Linked DNA regions of Rattus norvegicus: region 2 is linked to region 1. A link is a contact called in public Hi-C data. All regions are on one chromosome and are shown on one strand. The core of a region is the stretch at or near the end of the contact, and the rest is flanking DNA. Distances in the headings are between cores, read along the strand shown. Region 1 holds the start of Nfil3 (nuclear factor, interleukin 3 regulated). Region 2 has its middle 100 kb from the start of Auh.

Evidence for each region. A called contact is a pair of places that touch in the nucleus more often than the background predicts.
Region 2: a Hi-C map of liver shows a contact between it and region 1, with 4 times the contacts expected there. The contact joins the enhancer-like site here to the promoter of Nfil3 in region 1. A contact is called at or near these places in 9 of 12 Hi-C or Micro-C datasets (the A7r5 cell line, Schwann cells, frontal cortex and 5 more).

What each region holds. Positions count from the first base shown.
Region 1 is chr17:12,430,573-12,435,109 of GRCr8, reverse strand. It overlaps Nfil3 (nuclear factor, interleukin 3 regulated), which reads right to left and starts at 2,734. Exons shown (of 2, transcript NM_053727.2): 1 at 2,604-2,734. It overlaps LOC108353155 (a long non-coding RNA gene), which reads left to right and starts at 3,023. Exons shown (of 2, transcript XR_005495436.2): 1 at 3,023-4,537.
Region 2 is chr17:12,583,248-12,587,784 of GRCr8, reverse strand. No RefSeq gene overlaps it. Among named protein-coding and RNA genes, the nearest start is that of Auh, 100 kb to the right of the region's middle. Within about 2 kb of position 1,869, at least 48 of the 93 cell types and tissues checked have an H3K27ac peak or open chromatin away from gene starts, as enhancers often do. A contact at or near this core is called in the A7r5 cell line, Schwann cells, hepatocytes and 2 more, where this site is marked.

The DNA of each region.
Region 1 (4,537 bases), core at 1,485-3,984:
ATTTGGGACGATACAGAGGCACCAAACGCTGCGCTAAAATGACCAAATCATTGCACACATAGGCGCACATTCTCACATCAGCTCGTCCTCGGTGCCCACGTTTCACCGCTAGCCCATTATGCAACGTAAGAAAGGACACATCCCTCCACCTTCCCGAGGGCTCGTAAAACACGGTGACGACAAACGGGTTGGAAAACGTCGGTGCCGACACAGCGCCTGACACAAACAAACGCCGCGCAGGCACCTCCGATTGCCGTCACCGTTCGCACTCCCAACCCTCCTAAGCAAATCAAGACGGCTCCCCAAGACTCAACCCTCCCACTGGCCGGCCCGGATTGGGGACTAGCGCGGAGAGACCCCGGAGAGCAGGGCACGTCAGGCTGCTAAAAGGATCGGCCTCCACTCCGCCTCCCCGGCGCGCTCTTCGCCACCGAAACATCAATTTTCCTGAAATCCGGAGACATTATGCAATAGCGGGGAGGAGGAGGGAGCCCGCGGCAGCCCCGGCTACGTGCGGGCGCCAGGGCGCTGCAATCAAAGCAGCTACCTTAAGGTGGCGAGTCCCCCTCCTGCCAAGGCAGCAAAAGTTTATGTAATGCATGCCCCGCGCACACTCGCCGCCTCCCGCCAGCCCTGCGCCGCGCCCGCACGCGTCCCGCGCCCCACGCCAGCCGGCCGCGCGCTCCAAGAGCGGGCACGGATCGGAGCTGGGCCCCCCGGGCCGCCGGTGGGCGGAGCGCTTACCGTGGTTCTGCTCCCTAGTCCGTGAGGAGAAAAGAAAGGGCAGCTGGTACCGGGCTGGCGGCTCCGAGACGCGATTCGAGCTCCACCCGGCCCTCAGCGGGTGGTGGCGAGGGCGCGGCGCGGGAGACGGGCGGGCGCGCCGGGTCCGCGGGCGCCGTGGCCGCGCCGAGAGATGTGTGTTAGTAGGTCAGTTCCGAGCGCCGCGCTACGTCGCCGCCCGCCAGCCCCGCCGTGACGGGCGGCCGCCGCCCCAATCGCCGCGCCCGCGCCCGCCCCCGGCCCGCCGCCACTGGCCGCGCCGACAGGGGCGGGCTCCCCACCGCCCCGCCCCGCCCCGCCCCGTCTTCTCCGCCGCGGCGCCACCGCCAGTCCGCGTCCTTCTCTGGCCGCGGCCGCAGCTGCTACCCTCTGTCCGTGGGGACCCACTCCGAGAGCTCTGTTGCGCAACGGGACGCACCGCGGAGCAACCAGGGCACAACTGGGAGGAGCCCAGGACCCCTTTGCCCATTACTGGCAGCGCCCTCCGGGTCGCTGCGCTCGCTCGGTTGTGCAGCACCTTTTTTTTTGTTTCCCGGAGAGTCACAGCCGGCTGGGCTACCTGTTGCCAATAGAACTCCGGGTGAAGGCTATGGGGACCCGGGCGTGGCAGGGACCTTGGCCTCCTTGTGCCCATGGTCCCTCTGAGATCGGGAAAGGGGCGCGGCAGCCGTGCAGCGCCACGACTGAAATGTTCCGCTCCTCTCGCGCCGCAACGGCAACCCAAACAGCGCTCCCGACACAATTAGGGCGAAGACGACCCCTACAAAGTTGTTGCGTAACACGGTTGGGAAACCAGGCTAGACCTAGTCGGTCTGCGTCCCCGACCACGTGGGGAAGTGGCGACGGTGTCCGAGGACCTGAGGGTCCGCGGTCCCCGGTGCGCCGGGCTGGGACGCCCACCCATCTTCGGTGCTCAGGCTTGAGCGAGCCACAGAGGGCACTCCCCGAAGCATCTTGAGCTGGTAGCTCTCTGTCGTTTCTGCTTCCAGTGAACAGGCCAGCTAGCCAGCCAGCCAGCTCTCCTCCCCGCCCCCCAATTCCTGGGATGTACAAAAGACATAAGGAAACGGGAGACAAGGCATCTGGCGGCGTGTTCTTAAGTCAGTCATCAGGTTGGCTATTGTAAAGGAACGTGGCAAACACTCCCCGCGTTTACAGACACGTAAAATTAGTGCCGGCCTTGGCAAAGGGAGCCATATTCCTGACAGTGACGCACGCGCTTGCCCAAATACGGAATGTGGCAGGTGGCGAGGTCCTTGAGCTCGGACTGTGAGATCTGGGCTCGAATGACTCCCTCACTCTACCCCCCCCCCGCCTCCTTTCTCATTTTTTTTTTTTAAGAAAGCAAACCCCAAAGTAAAGAGCGAGTGCGCGGGCCCCCACCCGGAACATCTCACTAAGTGGATCCCTTTCCATTTACCCCAGGCACACAGTAACTACACAGATAATCTCCGAGGCACACTGACTTAAGTACCATTCGCCGTTGGACTTTTGGACGCCTTCACAGGGCATTAACGATGAGGTCTAGCTGGTAAAATACCCCGTAACCAAATAAAGCCCCCACAGCACAGATAGGCAATATATGGTAAATCTCCTTTGGCGGGTTCCTGACCAGTTCAGGAAACACACCGCCCCTTTCCACTTTTTGCTTTGTTTTTGTTTTTCCGAGGAACTCACTGCCTTGATGTAAACGAGTCTTGACTTGGTTAATCAGTTCCACTTTTCTGGAATTTAATGATGTCATAGGATCCCTGAGTAGGTAGAATCGAGGAGTAACGTTTTTTTTTTCACAAAAAGCCAACTGAACTTGCCTGACTCACCCAAGGTTGCCAGCGGAGGAACGAACGGATGGCTGTGACCCACGAAGCTGTTCTTTCGACTGAATTTTGAAATCTGATGCCTGTCTTCATTCCCGGGGGGCAGTCCACACTGAGCCTCCACCACATTCGTGCTTCCGTCATTTGCCATCTAACTTGGAAATCAGAGGAAGTGTGAAAGATGTCTCTGATATCAACTTGGAAAACAACTCGTTAGCGCCGTCTGCTGCTTTAAAAATGCAGCTCAACAAAGTGTTGGAGGTTCAGTCTTCAGGACCTGGGGGATGATGTGTCTGGTGTTATACCCTGGGGGTCCACCTAGTGGGCAAGTGCTTGCAATTAGTCGAACTAGAAGAAAATCGAAAGATAAACCTGGGACGGGAGAACCTTCCCCAGGTCGCCAGTGTGCTAATTCCAGAACAGGCTGTAAGTAGGGTCTCCTGAATAGGAAAAGGCTGGAGGGCTCTAACTGAAGTACGGCAGTCAAGCTCAAAACGTTCTTACTCAGAGCGGCTGGTTCGTTTCAGAGCTGGAATTGGGTTTGGATGCAGGAGCCAAGGAGAGGTGATCACTTTTGTGCTTATACACCTCTGAAGCACTCTCTGAGCAGCCAATGTAAGGGGTGTGAGAGGAGAGCGTGGTGAGAATGTGGCTCTTTCTGAGAAAAGTTTCAGGGCGTGTCCAGCCAGAGGGTCTAGAGTACTCTGACCTAGGCATCCGAGGGGTTTTCCTTTCACAGCGTTGGGCATCGAGCCCAGGTCTAACCCTGGTTACACGACTTTAGCCTGGCGTCCAGAGGCTCTTGCCTTGGACCTTGATATATACACCTAGTACTTTATGGGGGTTCAGAAGGTGAGCCACCTGTGGACTCTGACACCACCGTTACCGTATCAGATCAGGGGGGCCATGGCTCCGAGTTTTCAAAAGTTGACATTAAAAATACCTGTGTGTGTGTGTGTGTGTGTGTGTGTGTGTGTGTGTGAGAGAGAGAGAGAGAGAGTGTGTGAGTGTATGTGAGTGTGTGCGTGAGTGTGTATGTATGTGTGTGAGTGTGTGTGTGTGCATGTATGTGAGTGTAAGTGTGTGTGTGAGTGGGTTTGTGTGTGTGTGTGAGAGTGTGCATGTGTGTGAGTGTGTGTGAGTGTGTATGTATGTGTGTAAGTGTGTGTGTATGTGTGTAAGTGTGTGTGTGTGTGTGTGTGTGTGTGTGAGAGAGAGAGAGAGAGAGAGAGAGAGAGAGAGAGAGAGAGAGAGAAAGATTCTGCTTTTCCATGTTGGCAAGGGATTGATTTTCTTTTACAATGAGATGGCTTAGTGGGAAAAGGAACTTGCCACCAAGCCTGACACCTGTGTTTGAGCTCTAGGATTCAAATGGTGGAAGGGGACAACTGAGACCTTAAAGTTGTCCCTGTGACCTCCATATGTGCACCAACCATGGTGTGGGTTTGAGTGGATGCACACACGTAATGCATCATAAAAAATATAAATAATAAATGTAATATATTTAAAAATATGTAAAGCACTGGGCTAATTGTGACTCAGTTGGTAAGGCGCTTGCCTATCAGTCGTGAAGGCCTGGGTCCAACTCCCAGAAGCATATGAAACAGACACAATGGTGCGTGTCTGTCATCCGAGCACTCAGAGGGTACAGGCAGCAAGATCAGAAATTCAAAGTCATTTTCAGCTATAATGTCAGCCCCGGCCACGTGAGACTGTTTATGGCCGACTGACTGACTGACAGACTGACTGACTGACTGACTGACTGGATGACTGGATGAATGACCAAATGACTGGCTGGCTGAATGAATGAGTTGGTCCAGGACTTATCTGGCTGGACTCTAGAGATGGAAAATTGAAGTCTTGTGGATATGGCTGGAAGGACCGTCACAGGGACGAGTGACAGGCTAATGACAAGTCTTCAGCTCTGTGTCTCTGCA
Region 2 (4,537 bases), core at 620-3,119, 150 kb before region 1:
TCTGAATTGCAGGGCCACTGTTCCACCTGCAAACCCCACCCAACCTTGGCCAATCAGATTACCCGAAAGCCTCTTCTTTGTAGGAAAGCACTGAAGACAGGAGCTCAGGAAAGGGGACATGGGCACTTCCTACTTCACATAGCTTTGGGGTATGCAAACTGTTCAGAAGAAAGAAAGGGTGCCTTGAATTATCTTCCTCAGAAGTTTATTTAGGAAACAGTCCAGGCTATTAGCAGAAGTTCATTTGCTGGGTCAGATTGCCTTGCTCTGAAAGTCCCACAACTTCTCTCCAAGCTCCCCTTCCCCCTCACTGAGTTCATAATACGTAACACTGACAGCGGAGAAAACACATAAAACAGCCTATAAGGGTAAGCCAGAGCTTTGCAAAGCTCTTGAACCGCTCTTGAAACACTGGGAGACAGCGAGAGTGCACGTTGAGGAGTTATTCCGTTGGTAGCAACAGGGATGATACCAGACAACTCAAGGGCTTTCCTGGGGTTCAAAAGCTGCCCACTGGAGGATCTGATCGCAGAGGTCAACAGAGAAATGCAAGATCCAGGAACCTAGATAGACCCAGCCAGGTTCCATTGGGCTGCTGACAGAACCACAGCTAAGGGTGGCAAATGTCCGCCACACTGTCCTCCTAACCTAGAGCAGAGGCGTAACTAGGGCTACCCATGACATCATGTCAGTTATCCAGAGAGGTCATAATACCACTCTTTCTGGGCTGAGCAGGGGTGGGGAAAGCTGGGCCACAGGTGCTGGGTCTAAATACTCCCTCTCCCCAGCCAGTCTATCTGAACCATGTCTCTGCGTGCCCCCATCCACCAACATTCTGACTCAGAGGTTGACACCTCCACTGGGTCCTGTCCCCATGGTTGACCTGCTTCTCCACCAGTGGCTCAAACTTCTAGCTGGTCTAAGTTCTCATTGGACCAAGGGCTTTTACACTCCCAGCACCTCCTCCTTCCCATTCCCCTCGTGACAGAGGCTACGGAAGCTTCCGAGTTCTGCTGTGAGCCAAGGTCACCCTTAGAACTGCACGGAAAAAACTGGGGTAGACTGCTCAGTTGATAAAGTGCCTGCGTGCCTGGGAACCTGAGTTCCAATCTCCAGTGGGCTGGAAGTTGCCATCGTGTAAAACCAGACCAGAGTGAAGCCATACCCTGGCCACTAGGCATGACAGGAAACACAGGGTGTCCCTCCAGCCCTGAGAGCCCGGTTCTACTGTCCCCATGGTCCTGCCCTTTCCTGCTGAGGGTTGCAGGCCAAGTGACATTTTCTTTGATCCAGGCCACTTTCGTTTGAACTTGTGCCACTCACAACAAAGATTCCTGACGCATCAGGGCCAAACTCCCTTGATAACATTAAAAGCCGGCCACGGCATGGCATTTACTTTACTTTCCTGGTCCTGTGGACTCGGTAACAGCCACCGCAGTAACTTTCCACTGTGTGTGGAGACACGTCAGGCCTCACCTCGTGGTTCCGAATACGTCTGCCAAGGCCACTGTGCTTTAGTCCTTAGCTTTGTCAGACAGAGCGGTGGACCTGGCTTTTCAATGGCGAGCTAGAACACAGGTAAAATCAAAACACTGCAGAAGAGAGGGTTCCCACAGGAACCCTCTCGCACCAAACTCCCACGCTTAAAAAAGAAACCCCGAGTAGGCTTCTCTATTTCACTCAGTGGCTTAAAAAAAAAAAAAAAGTCGTGAGTCGTGCAGGAAGGGTAAAAAAAAAAAAAAAGTCCAAAAATGCCTCGCTATTTCTGAAGTGCTTTATTTTGGAATTTTCTGCTCTGTTTGAGTGGCCCGTGTTTGTGGGCGAGAATTATGTCATGAGTTAATGATCTCAGGAGGCTGTAAACTTGGGGAAGGAGAAACTTGTGCAAAATGGCCTTGAGGCTGTGGGCTGTGTTGTGTAACAGGCTCGGGAGCACGGGCACGAGTCTGGGATCATAGTGCGGGGCTGCACAGTGTAGCCAGTGTCGTGTCTCCCGCTGACCTTTTCTAAGACAGAATCACAACCATGCCCCCCACCACGCACACGTTGCCAATACCGAAGTTGGATACCGAGAAGCAGAAATAAATGTCAGTCGTCCCCCCCCCCCCCCCCAGTTCCCAAAGGAAGACTTTGAAGTCCCTGGTTGCTGGCAGCCTGGTGTCTTGCCTGCCCATCTTACTCCTAACCACTGTAAAGGCCGTCCTTTAACACCAAAGCAAAATGTTTTCCTGAAGTACTTCCTGGCATCTGGGATGAGAACAATAGGCAGAGGCTTACAATAGATTATTTTATACGTAAGAAAAGCAGAAGGTCAGAGGCGGAGGGGTAGGGGTGGGGGAGCCAGGCTGTGCACGTCATAGCCCTCCATCGGTGTTTAATGCCGTTGAGCAACCACGCTGGCGAGAAACCATTACTTAATCCTGCCAGTATTATCCAGAAAGAATGCTTGCGAAATACCGAAGACAAATATGCTGTAATTATTACATGCACAGAGAGCTTGTCAAGCATAAACTGTTAGTGTAACATCAACACAGCCTCCTGCTCCATTGGAGTGGGCCAGTAATTAGCACCGACAATGGACAGTGTGTGTGAGCGGTGGGGGGCGGGGAGATGGGAGGACAAGAGAGAGCAGTGTTCAGGGCCTCCACAGGCCTGGCACACAGGCCTTGCTCTTCAAGACGCTTCTGTCTGAAAATACTTCAGAGCCAAGCACCATTGGCATTGCAGAAGAAAATGGGGAGACACCCGGTTCTCTGACACTTCAGAAAGAAGGGACCACAAAAGTTAACCAAACCTCTCCTTCCTTTCACCGTCCTTCCTATTTTCTCCTTTCTACATTCTTCTCTTTGTATCCTTCCTTTTTCCTGCCCCTTCTGTCCCTCTTCCTTCCTCCCCCACATCCCCTCCCTCCTCCCTCACACCCCCTCCCTCCTCCCTCACACCCCCTCCCTCCTCCCTCACACCCCCTCCCTCCTCCCCCACACCCCTCCCTCCTCCCTCACACCCCCTCCCTCCTCCCTCACATCCCCCTCCCTCACATCTCCTTCCCTCCTCCCCCACACCCCTCCCTCCTCCCCCCACCCCTCCCTCCTCCCTCACACCCCCTCCCTCCTCCCTCACACCCCTCCCTCCTTACACCCCCTTCCTTCTTTCTCACATCCCCTTTCCTCCTCCCTCACATTCCCCTCCCTCCTCCCTCACATCCTCCTCCATCTTCTCCCTCATATCCCTCCCTCCTCCCTCAAATCCCTCTCCCTCCTCCCCCATATCCCCCTCTATCTTCTCCCTCATATCCCTTTCTCCTCCCTCACTCCCCTCCCTCCTCCCTCACATCCCTTTCTCCTCCCTCACTCCCCTCCCGCCTCCCTCAAATCTCCCTCCTCACTCACATTTCCCTCCCTCCTTCTCATGTCTCTTCCTCTTTCCTCCTCTCCCCCTTCTTCTCCCTCCCTCCGTTTCTTTCCTCTCCTCCCTCCCCTCCTCTCCCTTTATTTCCCATCCCCTTTTCTTTTTCAGAAAGGACCATTGGATGCTATTGCACTTGCATGGAGAACCCTGGCCAAAGTCTGATCAGTTCACATTCAGGACTGGCCTTGTCACGATCTAAGAGATAAAGCATGGGATGTCAACTCAATAGCACAAAGGAACTGTTTCCAGAAAGGCAAAGAGTAACACACACACACACACACACACACACACACACACACACACACTCTTAAAATGCTTTTAAGTATGTGCAAAAAGTCAGAGAAAAGTGTGAGAATGATGGCTGACCAAACAAGGATTCACAAAGACACCGGGGAAGAGGAAGAACCAAACAAGGTTCCTAAAGTCAAAGCGACAGCCAGATGTGCAGTGCTCACCCAGAGCTCTCCAAAGCAACACCATGGCGGCCCAGGAAAGGTTAAGCCTGAAGCAGGAGAATCAGTCAACTCCAAAGACAGAAGAAAGACCAAAGAGAAGCAAAGACCTCAAGAGCCCATGAGGTTTCCTGAGTATACCAACATGGAGGACCAGAATACTAGGGAGTGGGTTAGGAAGACACCTGAGAGGACAGTGGGCAAGCGGACCCCAAGTCCAACACCAGATTGAAGCCCACAGACCCAAGAAACTTGAAAACCAGGCTCCAGTCGGAGTAGCACTGAGTGTGTTATCCAGCCAACACACTCCTAGCTCAGACGGGAAAAGCCAGACAAGGCTAGATGATGTGCACAGGCCTGTATGCCTAGCTACTTGAGGGGTGACTAAGGCAGGGGAATCCTGCCTGAACTACAGAGGGAGTCTGAGGCCATCGTGGGCAAGTTAGTGAGATTTTATTACCTAGTAAAAGAGGACCGAAAACATAATTCAGTGGTAAGGGATTGTCCGTATGTGTGAGGGTTTGGGTTACATCCTGTGGAGTGTGTGTGTGTGTGTGTGTGTGTGTCTGTGTGTGTGTGTGAAGGAGAGAGACAGAGACAGAGAGACAGACAGAGAAACAAAGACAGATTCAGGCACACATAAGAGAAACAGAAACACACGCACGCACGCACACACA